Linked DNA regions of Mus musculus: region 2 is linked to region 1. The links are chromatin contacts, called in public HiChIP or PLAC-seq maps. All regions are on one chromosome and are shown on one strand. Each heading gives the region's core, a stretch centred on a gene start, on an enhancer-like site or on the middle of the called end of the contact. The rest is flanking DNA. Distances are from core to core; before and after follow the strand shown.

Region 1 (6,280 bases), core at 559-3,058:
TCTCACAGGAACCACAGATGCCCAAGTTCACTGTCAGCAAATGAAGCAAGGTGTCCAGAGTAAGTAGACAAACTCCTGAAACTGCTCCCTGCCCTTGTGGTCAACAGAAATTGTATCTAGACTTTAACCTGTCCCTACCACCACCACCTAAATATTGAGACCTTCCTAATTACCTTTCTGAGATACAGTTTTCCCAGGCAAAGCGCAAAGCTGGTACCACACACTACGCAACAAGGTTGGTCCCCAAAGGGCTAAGCCAACTTAGTTCTACTCCTGATACACAAGAGAGGCCTGGTGGCTTTGGCATCATGTAGGGCTTGTGGTTTAAAGACAACCGCCCCACCCCCAAACAGACAGACCTCAGAACTGAGGATCAAAATACTCAGAGAAATTCCAGAAGTTAGAATATCAAATGCCAAAACTCACCTAGGTGAAACTTGGCCATGGAATGACAATCTTCTATGTCTCTACTAAAAGAAGTTTAAAATCTTAAAAACAACAAAACAAAAACAAACCAAAACTTTATAGGAAGGCTGGGTAGACAGAATTGACTAGAGAATATTGAATTTCAAACATTTTTTTTTCCTTAGGTATCAAACTTGAAAAAGGTTCCTGTGTTACTTACTTCATGATTAAAGCTGCATTTTGATTTTTTCAATACTAGGGACCTCATACACACTGTGTATTCCCACCACAACAGGGATGAATCCCAGAGCCAGACTCGATGCACACTTCTTTCCCTGGGGTTTTATTTCCTTTGCGACACCCAGCGCCGGCTAACACCCTATCTATCGGCAACATCACTCACTGCCTGTATTAGACATGTAATTTTCTTTTGAAGGAGTCTGTTTCTACTGCTAAGGACATCTTTCTGGACTCAGAAGGGGGCAGCTGAGACATATTTACGGGCTAAATGGAGACTGTCACTTACAAATAGCTCTTCAATGAAGTGCATGGACATTTCTAACTTTTATTAGAATGTGAAATTCTTTTAACTCTGTTTAATTTTTGTTTAGAAAAGGCTGGATTTAGTGATGAGTTCACCATGCTCTTGAGTTTCCTAACTCAAGAGAGTCAAGTACTCCTCCCTCTCCGCTCTTATCTGGGCCTCCTTTATCCAGGAATCCTGGGGTTCCACACCAAAAACTTCTAAAAGCTCTTTATTGGAATACCCAGTAAGCTTCAAACTAGGTAGGGTGTGGTGACTGATCTCTGGTTCAAGCACTTAACCAAAGCTTCAGTTTTCAGTTATTCTCTATGTTAATGAGCAAGCACTGGAAACCTACAGGTGCTCAGGGAGTTCTACAACAGAGCATCTATAACCGAAGGGAAACGCCCTTTCCCAAACCCTCTCCTCCTCACACAATCCCTATCTTTACAATTTCAACAAATAGAACCAATGATTGTAGAAAATTCTTTTTAACATCAAGTCACAGTAACCAAGTCACTTTCTACCCTTCAGTGACGGTTGCTTTACAAATTAACATAGTTCATACTTCAACAATTTTCAAATTTATCCTAAAGCCCCATCTTCCTTATGTGAGGTATTCATTAATATTGTACCGATAGAAGGCCCCTGTCTGTAAATGGTAATTTTACTGTACCATTTTACTTTCTTTTCTAATCAACTAATCAATCTTAATGTTTAAATTTTGAATCTTTCATTGTTCCAGCATTAAGATATAAAGAAAAAAAAAAGGGGGGGGGCAGGGCTAGAAAGCTAGCTGAATTGGAAGAGTGTCTGCCTCCCTTGCAAGCACAAGGTCATCAGTTAAGATTCCAGAATCCATGTAAAACAGAGCAGCTGGGCGTGGTGGTACAAGCTAGGCAACCCAGCAGCAAGCAGCAGACAGGATCTCCTGAGGCTCACTGCCAGCAGGTCTAGCTGAATTTGTGACCCTGTCTCAAAGCAGGTGGGTGCCAAGGTTGAACACTGGTTTCTACATGCTCATTCTCACATTCACCCACAAAGAGGCTTTAGAAAGAAGCTTGGTACTTCAAAAAGCCACCAAGGTAAACATAAGGGAACAAGATTTAGTGCAGAGCCTATTTTGATGTTGGGAATAGAAAGACTATATCATATCCCCGCCCTCAACCCCAAGAATATTTGGCATAAATAAATGGCTTCTCTTGAGAGATTGACGATTTTAGTTTCTCAAACAGGCGTATGCTTAACTGAAAGCGATTCCTGTACGTACATGTTCTCCAGGATCTTCACATGAAGTACTGACCAGAATAACTGTTTAGTCAGATTCTTTAAAATACAACAAGTTTTGATTAAAAAAAAAAAAAAAAAGGAACTGAACTTATAAAACAGTAAATGCCTCTCACCAAAGAGTCACAGAGCTCTGGGGAGATGATCAGATACCAATTGTATTAAAAACAAAAATGCCGTCACCAGAACAGGTTGAGTCTGGAAGTGAAAACTATTCTGCCTTTGGAAGTGGGCTTTCTAGTGTGATAAAGGGACAGACACCCCCCTACACTCTGCTTTTTATGTTCATCTTGAGTTCCTTTATGCTCCGCGTTTTTATGCTTACGACCCATAGGATTTTACTGATTTGTTTTAGACACGGTTTCTCTATGCATCCCAGCCTGACATCAGATCCACAATCCTCCTGTTTCTGTCTCCAGGATGCTGGATTACAGATACGCCCATAGGATTAAAGACCGTGGTAAAGGGCTTAAGTAATTCTCATGGCGACAAGAAATCAAACAGTTCCTGCAGCCCTGCCTGGCAAGCCCTGAATCGTACAAACATGAATTCTTCACAGCCTCACTGCAAAGATGGGCAAAAGTTAAGAGACAGTAATTTTAGCTAAGCAAATGGAAAAGCTTAGGACTTGCTACTTAATTCATTTTCGAATTTAAGTGACTTTAATTTGTAGATAAAGCAGGAGTGTAAGTTGGAACCAAAAGAAAAATCAGCTGGCTGTCTTCACAACAGTGAGCAACACAAGGTGGTTGCAAATGCAAATTAATGCCAGGAACAGGAAGCACAAAGAGGACGGAGGAGCTTGGGAGAGATGCCGAGGTCTGATAAAGGGGGAAAGACACACACACACACACACACACACACACACACACACACACACACACACACACACACACACACAGAGACACACAGACACAGACACACACACACACACACACACACAGACACACAGACACACACACACACACACACACACAGACAGAGTTGTACTTCTAATGAGGAAATTACAAGTTTGGAAAATGGAACTTTGTAATAGATAAAGGTGCTGAGACATATATATAAGTATATATAAAAAGCCAACATAAAGAGATCACTGTAGAGGGTACAGACTGCTACATTTAAAGTTAATTACTTGGCAATATCCTTTAATATGCAAATTACATAAAGAAAAAAAATGAACCGTGTAAATGAAGTGAAATATATATATGACTGTGTTATAGGACAAAAGAATGGAGTAAAACACTTTTCACCACATTGACTACAAGCTGTGCTGGGAGCATGTAAGACAGAAGAGGCACACAGCGCTTACTGCAAAACAAAAGGTAGAAAGATCATTACATATTCCCTTCGTGTTTTCCACTACGCCAGACGTGGATGAAATCTTTAAAGAACAGTGACATGATGTTTAAACTGTAAACAGTGAAACCCTGGGCTTCCTAAGGTGCTGATTTCACACCCAGTATCACTTGGTTTGGAATTAACACATCATTGCAGAAGACCATCTAAGTGTCACAAACAAGAAACATGCACATACTGCAATTTTATTTCAATCGCACAAATGAAGTTAGTGTGTAGGAGAGTTAACTGGAACAGCTATGGTGGTAACAGCAGAGAACTGAAAACCTAGACAGGAAACACGCCTGCGGCATGAGGACCGGACATTCATCAGCGGTTCATCTTCAGTTCTGATTGACACGTTTTGAACAGACTTTGAGATCACGGTTACTATTCTCAAGAGATTTCAGCACCACGCTAAGGTTTGTACATTCAGATTGTTTGCTATGGACGTGCTAGCCATTCAGAGTGTATTGTAGAGTTGTCGCAGGTCAGATCACAGTGTTGAGGAGAGCAGAGCCTTCCTGTCATCACAGACGATCCCTAAACTGGACTCAGCTGAAGACAGTCAACACACAGAAGCAAGGACCCACCGTCACAATATGGTTCCAAGGAACAGTTTTGGGAAAACAACTCAAGCTTTAGCTTGCGATTGTAGTCACTGAAATCTCTAGCGACGACACGACTGTCCTGGGTGACAGTGAAGCATCCAGGTAGGAGCACATTTAGTCATGTGGGAGGACGTACTATCATGGAGGATACAGATACAGCATGAGCCAATGTCGGTTCTTTTTTTTTCTTTTTTTGTCATTTTTACAGACATTGTGTTAAATATTAGACCAAGGCACAAAACGTTTAGTGCATAAACCAGCTTTGTTTAGGACTTAGCATTTGACTTCAGCATTTTTGTCTCACTTTGGACCATCTAGACCCAGTACTCTACGTACTACAGACTATTTAACATTAGCAACAAAATGAAAAGCGATTTTTGATCAGATCTGTAAGGGATGTACACACGTACACAATCAAAGTAGTTGCGTAATCAAACGTTCAACAGTAAATGAGATGCATACTTCTTTTAGAACAGCGTACATGCTTGCCGCATCCTTAATGCCTTTACTATTCCTGCGAGACGACGACTGATGGGTAGAGAAAGCCACAGAATTGACTTATGACCGCTCATCCCTCACACTTTAATCTAAAGATGAAGTTTCTACAGAAACAAACACTCTTAACAAAACCCCTCATTCACACGGCTCTGCAGTGGGGTTAGCTGCAAACTGCAGGGTTTAGAAAACTACTCTCATCAAGCTTTGCTTTACAGCTGAGACATAGGAAATCTAGAAAGCAAATCAAAGTGGATTGTATCTACTATTTTTTTAGCAAAAGTTTTGATAGCCAAAGATTCCAAAGCAAATATGGCACATTAATAACTCAAGCATAAATCATGATGGACAGCCTGGAGAATTTTTGATTTCCTAGATTTTCCAAAAAGCTAACATTACAACATATAAAATTTTCTCCCTTATTTTAATCTTGCCAATTATAAAGGGGTGGAACATAATATCTATCACACACTCTTAAGCTCGATCACTTTCTCTCTCTCTCTCACCTGTGTGCGTGTGTGTGTGTGTGCGCGCGCGCGCGCGCACACACACACACACACACACACACACACTCAGGGTGTAACAGCAGACACTCCCTACCACTTAAGCCTCACTTTAGTTCTATTAAAAGAAAGCTGCAGAACTCCTCATTGGTCTCCCTTACCTAGTGACTTATGTGACCCTGGTTGCTGCCATTATTGATATTTCTTGTATTTTAGCACAGCAAAGGTCAAGGAGCAGCCGCAGAGTCAGGAGCGTGAACCCAAGCACTGCAGCACTGTGGGGGCCGCGTGAAAATAACTGCCAAATTCAGTGATCAAACTCGTGAGTTCCACAGTGAGACGGACTCACATGTTACGCTCAGAATCATGTTTCAGACCGTTGAAATTGCTGGTTAAAATACAAATAGCTGAAGACATGATGTAAAAGATTAAGTACTTGGTTTTGTTAACATGTTTACTGATTAAAGTCACAAAATATTTTTCATTATAATTCATGCAGATAATTGAGAAAAAAAAGATAGTGCAGAAATTAACTTTAAATAAAAAGTTATTCCTTCCCTTCCTCCCACTTCCCTATATTCTACAAAATATTTTCCCTGGGACTAGGCCCTGAAAAGGCCACTACATATTAGTGTGACATGCATTATTGTCTGTAATTAAAAAAGCTAACTTTGTGGTGATTGTAATTACATTATAAAAATGTCCACATGCATATGTCTAAAAAAGGTTGAAAACCTACAGTAAATCTATAATAGAATGTTTTCCATTTGACCACTGTTGGTTATGTAGAAGTCATAGATTTGGTAAAGCATTGTAACAATTTAGGAAGGCATCTAAATCTTTAATTTCTGGACGGACTTTATGTTTTAAACTACAAAATTGCATGAAGGCTAACCCGAGAGACTTCCTATCATTCTAAAATTCCTCAAGTGGGACTAAACATTTTGGGACCTTTCGTATTAAACACCACCCTCTGAAAGCACATACAACTCCGTTTGTTCCATCCTTTATGATCTTAGTGTTCACGGAATATCAAATATGATAGGAAGACAAACCTGAGAGAAACATTTACAACGCAACAGCAGAACTTACTAAATCAAATTCTTCATCAGCGCCCTCTG
Region 2 (6,114 bases), core at 1,748-4,247, 160 kb after region 1:
AGTCTAATGGCAATCACTAAAGTGTTGGTTTGCAGCGATTTGGAAGTGTTTGACACTGAAAATGAAGTTAGTCCTGCATCACAGTGGAGCAGTGTTGCTGTGGATTATACATTGCAAACCATCATTGTACTAATATACACTTCTCGCCCTTCTCTTCCTTGCCCTCACCTTCTGCCGTGTTAAGCACAGTCTGGCTCCAGTAAACACCAGGTAAATATCTGTTATTGTTACAACTTACAATATGCTTGGGAGAACAAGTTTATACAAAGTAAGGCAGGAAAAGGAGAAGGAGGAGGAAAAGAGGAGGAAGAGGAGGAAGAGGAGAAAAGGGGGGGGGGAATAGACCTGTGAGACAGCTTCATGGGTTACGGGGCTTACCAAGTCTAATAACCTGAGTTCTATTCCCAGGACCCACATGGTGGAAGGAGAGAACTGACTCCCACAAGTTGTCCTCTGACCTCCAGAGTCATTCTGTGCCACATGGCTGCCCCACCCACCTACATACACATGCACATGATTAAGATAAAATGCAGAGTTCATAGACCGGGCAGTCTGTGCACCTCAGTGACACAGCTTCTCAGTATCTTATCCTCAACATTTAAAAGAACCAATGACAAAAAGATCGATAAGAGATGGTTGTGATAACAGCAATCACTCGGACAGGACAGCAACAGAGGTGGACATCAAGCCTGATCTGAGAGCCCACGGAGGACAGTAGGCCATGTGCCCAAGGCAGGCTGAGGCCGGGTTCTGATCTCCGGGCAAGGAAGATATCTGCACAGCAGAGCTCGTATGTTCATGCCTGGTTCTTCCTTGGGAAAAAGTTGCAAGTTGGATGATCACAGAAGGAGGAATACACCTTCTTTTTTTTTTTAAGATTTATTTATTTTATTTATATGAGTACACTGTAGCTGTCTTCAGACACACCAGAAGAGTGTCCTTTCCCACCCCACCCCTGCAACCCCTGCTCACCACAGACCAGTAACCTTGGGAATACCTTGAACTCATGGATTCCCTGGAGACTGCGGGCACAGTGGTACAGCACCTACCTGCTACTCACCATGCCCTGCTCTTGGTCTCCAGTAAGACAAAGGAGAAAAGACTAGAAGGCCTCTCTGAAGGCTCGGCCTGGCTCTTCCCCCATTCTCTGATAGGACGTCCAGTCTGTGCCACGGAATTTAGGATTCAGATTATTTCGCCTTCGCGGCTCAGCATTATTTGGTGTGTGTTCATTTAGCCATGCCTCCTTCCCACTTGACGAGCAAGCTCTTGGTGACTGCTTCCCCAGCACAGAGCAGCGCCCAGGACAGGGCTATAAGAAACCTTGTCAGTGGTGAGGACCATAACTCTGGGACATCAATAAAGCTTAGGGGTTAGGGGAGTGTTGGACACAGGGCCTCGTCACTTGTGACCTTAGAGGGAGAGTGAAAACAATAAGCGACAGAGTCAGAAGTGTACTGGAGAATCTTGTTAAGAGCTTGTCAATCAAAACAGGGCAGGTACAGGAGGCCAGACAGGGGGTGGGAAGGGTGGGAGCGAGGGCTCAGTGATTAAGAGCATTTGCTGCTCTTCCAGAGGACTTGAATTCAGTTCCCAGCACCTACCTGATGGCTCACAACCATCTGTAACTCCAGTTTTAAAGGATCTGATGTCCTCTTCTGGCCTCTGAAGGCACCAGGCACATGCATGATGCACATTTATGCATGCAGCTGAAACATACATGTAAAGTAGAAATAAGTCAATAGAGAGGTGGTGTGACAATGAGCTCAAGATAGAAGAGGGCTGGGGATGTGGTAGGGCACACGTGTAGCCTGAGGGTGGTCCTTGTTCAATGCCCTGCACCAAAGATACACTCAAAAGTGGAGAAAGTCTGAGGCTGTAGGCTGTGGTAGATCTAGCCTAGCATACCTAAGAGTTAGGACCTACCTATTGTAAACAAAAAAAAAAAAACTGAGCCAAAAAAATGTAGCAGCGGACTGAGCTTGTGTGCCTGCATCCAGGAATCAGTGCATATGGTGAGGAAGCACTGTGGGCAGGAGGGGCTGGTTGGGGAATTAGAGTCTCCAAAGGCAAAGGATCTAGGGGCTCAACGGTAGGACCAACCTTGGCTCCAAGGTGAGATCCCGCCAGTCTTGGTCATTTAGTGCTGCTGCCACACAACACACCCAGACTGGGCAACAGTAAAGGCAAGAAATGTACTTCTCATGAGGTGTTGGCGCCTGTTAGGGGTCTTCTTGGCTGTATCACTCCTTGGCATAAGAGAGCCGGGCGTGGTGGCGCACGCCTTTAATCCCATCACTTGGGAGGCAGAGGCAGGCCGATTTCTGAGTTCAAGGCCAGCCTGGTCTACAAAGTGAGTTCCAGGACAGCCAGGGCTACACAGAGAAACCCTGTCTCGAGAAAAGAAAAAAAAAAAAAAAAAAAGGAAAAGGGGCCGGGCAGCGGTGGTGCACACCTTTAGTCCCAGCACTTGGGAGGCAGAGGCAGGCAGATTTCTGAGTTCAAGGCCAGCCTGGTCTACAGAGTGAGTTCCAGGATCTCCAGGGCTATACAGAGAAACCCTGTCTCAAAAACAAAAACAAAACAAAACAAAAGTGCCCCCCTCAACGTTGTATTGCTCCAGTGTAAAACTTTAACCAGGGGGAAGCATTCAGACAAATACTTTTCTGACAGATGAAGGTAGGAAGTGATTCAAAGATACTGAGCAGGTGGGGGAGGGAGCCGGTAGACTTGATATCAGGCTCTTCCTCAAGCTCCCAGCTCCTCTCACTGTCTTTGCTGACAGTGGAAGAACTTTGAGGGTGCCGAGAGGCCAGGATAATGGGCAACAGAGCCAGAGTGCCAGAATCAGTCCAGCGTGTACGTATCCAACACGTTCCCAATGCAGAGAAGCCTTAAAGATACAGTGACGGAGGGTCTGAGTCCTCTCCCAGAGCTTGTAGACTGGAGGAGGAGCCTGCACAGGCAGTGTTAAAATGGTGGTGAGTGTGGCTTGTGCTGAGTAGGAAATGAGTGGAACACAAAGGCCAGAAAGACTACTTCCGGTGGGGAAAGCCTCGCAGTGTGGCTGAGTGAGGAGAAGTGGTGTAGGTGAGAAAAGCTAGATCAGGCCTCTCTGGAGCACTCAGGTGTAGCCTGCAGGAAGGGAAGGCTTCCCGCAGGGCAGCCGGGAGGGAGGGAGGAAGGAAGGCCTGTGAGGAGAGTGTACAGACCTTATGGATGGAAAGAAGCAGAAGCTTAGAGACAGAACCAGACCGGGCTAGTTGGCTGCCGCAGCGGGCTTCAGTGACTGGCCAGGTGAGGCATGGATAGGAAGTGATGAGGGAGTCACTCAAAGGAGAATCGGTTTTCTGGAGGAAGATGACAAGGAGCTTATTTGAGCCTGTGGACCAGAGAGGCCTTTAGGGATGTAAATGGAAGACAAGGACCCCCAAAATGCCAGCACTTAGGAAGTATAAGCAGGAAGATCAGAAATCTATGGTCATCTTCAGTGACAGAGGGATTAAAGCCATCCCGGGACATATGAGACCTTGTCTAAAATGAAACAGAGGCGGGATAGGGGCACAAACCGGTCATCCCAGGACTTGAGAAGATCAGGAATACAAAGCCAGCTCCTGCTACATGAGCTGCCTGAGGCCAGCCTGGGCTACATGAGTCACAATCTCAAAAATAAATAGTCAAATAATAAATAAGTAGTAAGAGTGAGTCTGTCAATCTAGTGCCGAGAGGCCGGAAGGGCGCCTCGAGTCTCTAAAACCAGCTCAGACTGGGTAGTGAGTTACAGACCTGTCTGAAGAACGAGAGTCTGAGAGAGTGACAAGTGTGGGGGAGGGGGACACAAAGATGTTCTTAATTGTGTCGCTCTTGAAAAATAAAGACAAGAAAGTACACAATCCAGTCGGGTGAGGAGGGGCAGGAGCTGTAAAGTAAAGGTGAGAAGCAGACACAGGGAGGCCATCAGACAAAGAGTGGAGTGGCACAGGAAAGCCAGAGGAAGTAGCTCACTCAGCCTTGGAGGAAGAACGGTAGTCTAACCATTAGAAAACCTTTCTTAAGCCAGGCACAGTGCTTACTGGGGACAGGGGTGGGTGGGTAGAGGATGGAACTCAGTGCCTGGTGCATGCTAGGCAAGTGTGCCTGCTACAGAGGTATGCCTTTGCCCACCCATAAAGTAGATACAGTTGATATGTACATTTTTAAAAAGAAAATAATCTCTCTCTCTCTCTCCCTCTCTCTCTCTCCTCCACCCTTTTATTCTCCTACCTACCTTCCACCTCTCTCTCATACCCACACTCTGGAGAACTCATGAAAGCAAGCAAGGTCTCTCAAACTGGGCGCTTGCCAGTTTGGCTAGACTGGCCTGGGATCTTCCTCTCTGCCTCTGCAGAGCTGGGATCCTAGGCCACCAGGCCTGGCTTTTAACATAGGTCCTGGGAGATCTGGACTTAGGGTGCCTGTCTTCCTCAGCGACTGTGTTACTGACCAAGCCACCTTTCCAGCCCCACTGGGGACGGTTTTTAACTAATGTCTCCTCAATTGTCACGGCTGGTAAAGAAAAGGTCCCAGGGCTGGTGAGAGACTGAGCTGAGATTTGCAGGTGGATCTACAGGTTTGCTGACCAAGTGTGAAGTCTTGCACTCTGTGAAGAAGGAGAGACTGGTGGCGGTGGAGCGCCCACCAGAGAATTTAGCTGCCATTCTCAGCAGGACAAGCAGAATGATAGGCGAGCTCCTGACAGGGCCATACAGCAACTGGAGTGGCCAGGGAAGCTTCAGTTCTCCCCAGCGCTTGCCTTTCACACCTGAGCTTGGCCTGCATGGGAGAGGGGCTTCTGCATCGCTCAAGGAATTCCAGAATGGAAGGAAACCTCGGGTTCCCTGCCAATGGTAACGTTCATCCAAACAGCAGTCCTCCTGGGTCCTGGGAGAGTGTGGAGCCATGCCCATGGGAAGAGCAGTCTTGCAGGCTGCCAACCCACCCCCCACCCCCGCCACCCCACAGACAACTTTGTAATTTGTGTTTTCATTTTAGAACCTACCACGTCTCTGTGGTAAGACAGCTTTTGGTTCTGCAATGTTTCGTCTGGCCTATCATTCTCTTATTCATTTCAGAAATATCCCCTGAGAGTCACACGCAGTAAGCGCCCATTCGTTGTCCCTGCTAAGATGAAGTTAAGAGCTCATGGGCTTCAGTGGTGTTGCTGACTCCTGCATCCCTGGAGTCCAGCACATAATAGATGCTCAGTAAGGGGTGTTGGAGGCAGATGTGCGTTTACTGTGGAGGGTCTTGCTCTGCCCTCTCCACGGCTCTGTGTGTGTGTGTGTGTGTGTGTGTGTGTGTTGGCCGGGGAACTTATTGTGTGTTTTCATGGTTACAGGGCTCTGTAAAATTTTCAAAAGTAAATTTTTTACTAGCTGAAACCTCTTTTCCACTCTGAATTCCTCCTTCATCACTTTATCTATGCCAAGTGGCACAGAAACAGCCTTGGGAGCTTTGGGGATCCAGCTGATGTGAGGGACACATCCATGTGGTATGGGGACAGTTACATACAGGAGCCTAGCATGACCGCCCTCCAAAAGGCCCGACAAGCAGCTGAGAGAGTCAGGTGCAGATATTTACATCCAACCTATGGACAGAAGCTGGTGACCCCTGTGGTTGAATTAGGGAAAGGCTAGAAGAAGCTGAGGAAGTGGGCAACCCCATAGGAAAATGAGCAGTCTCAACTAACCTGGAGTCCCAAGATCTCTCAACCATCAACTAGACAGTATACACCAGCTGATATGAGGCCCCCGGCACATATACAGCAGAGGACTTCCGGGTCTGGCCTCAGTGAGAGGAGATGCACCTAACCAACCCCCAAGAGACTTGAGGCCTCAGGGAGTGGGGACATTCTCTTGTAGATGGGGGTGGATGTGGTAGTGGGGGGAGTGAGAGTGTGAGGAGAAGGGGGTATGGGATGTGGAAAAGTCAGAGGGCAGACCGGGAGGGTGATAAAGACTAGACTGTAAAAAAAAAGATTAAGTTCAAAAAAAAAAAAAAAAAAAAAGAAAGAAAGAAAAAGAAGAATGTAGAAAAGTTCTTCTTGGCTATCTCAGCATGGAAATGACGACCAGG

Evidence for each region. HiChIP or PLAC-seq counts read pairs in DNA pulled down with a chosen protein or histone mark.
Region 2: an H3K27ac HiChIP or PLAC-seq map of embryonic stem cells shows a contact between it and region 1, with 2.9 times the contacts expected there. The contact joins two enhancer-like sites. A contact is called at or near these places in 1 of 15 datasets of contacts at CTCF or cohesin (the NIH/3T3 cell line), 4 of 115 datasets of contacts at active chromatin or transcription factors (all in embryonic stem cells) and 4 of 9 other capture datasets (adipose tissue, embryonic stem cells, liver and 1 more).

What each region holds. Positions count from the first base shown.
Region 1 is chr1:181,899,218-181,905,497 of GRCm38.p6, forward strand. Enah (ENAH actin regulator) reads right to left here. Exons shown (of 15, transcript NM_010135.3): 15 at 1-6,280. Among named protein-coding and RNA genes, the nearest start is that of Gm33669, 24 kb to the left of the region's middle. Within about 2 kb of position 1,809, at least 5 of the 459 cell types and tissues checked have an H3K27ac peak or open chromatin away from gene starts, as enhancers often do. A contact at or near this core is called in embryonic stem cells, where this site is marked.
Region 2 is chr1:182,060,899-182,067,012 of GRCm38.p6, forward strand. No RefSeq gene overlaps it. Among named protein-coding and RNA genes, the nearest start is that of n-TSgct1, 7.9 kb to the left of the region's middle. Within about 2 kb of position 2,998, at least 20 of the 459 cell types and tissues checked have an H3K27ac peak or open chromatin away from gene starts, as enhancers often do. A contact at or near this core is called in embryonic stem cells, where this site is marked.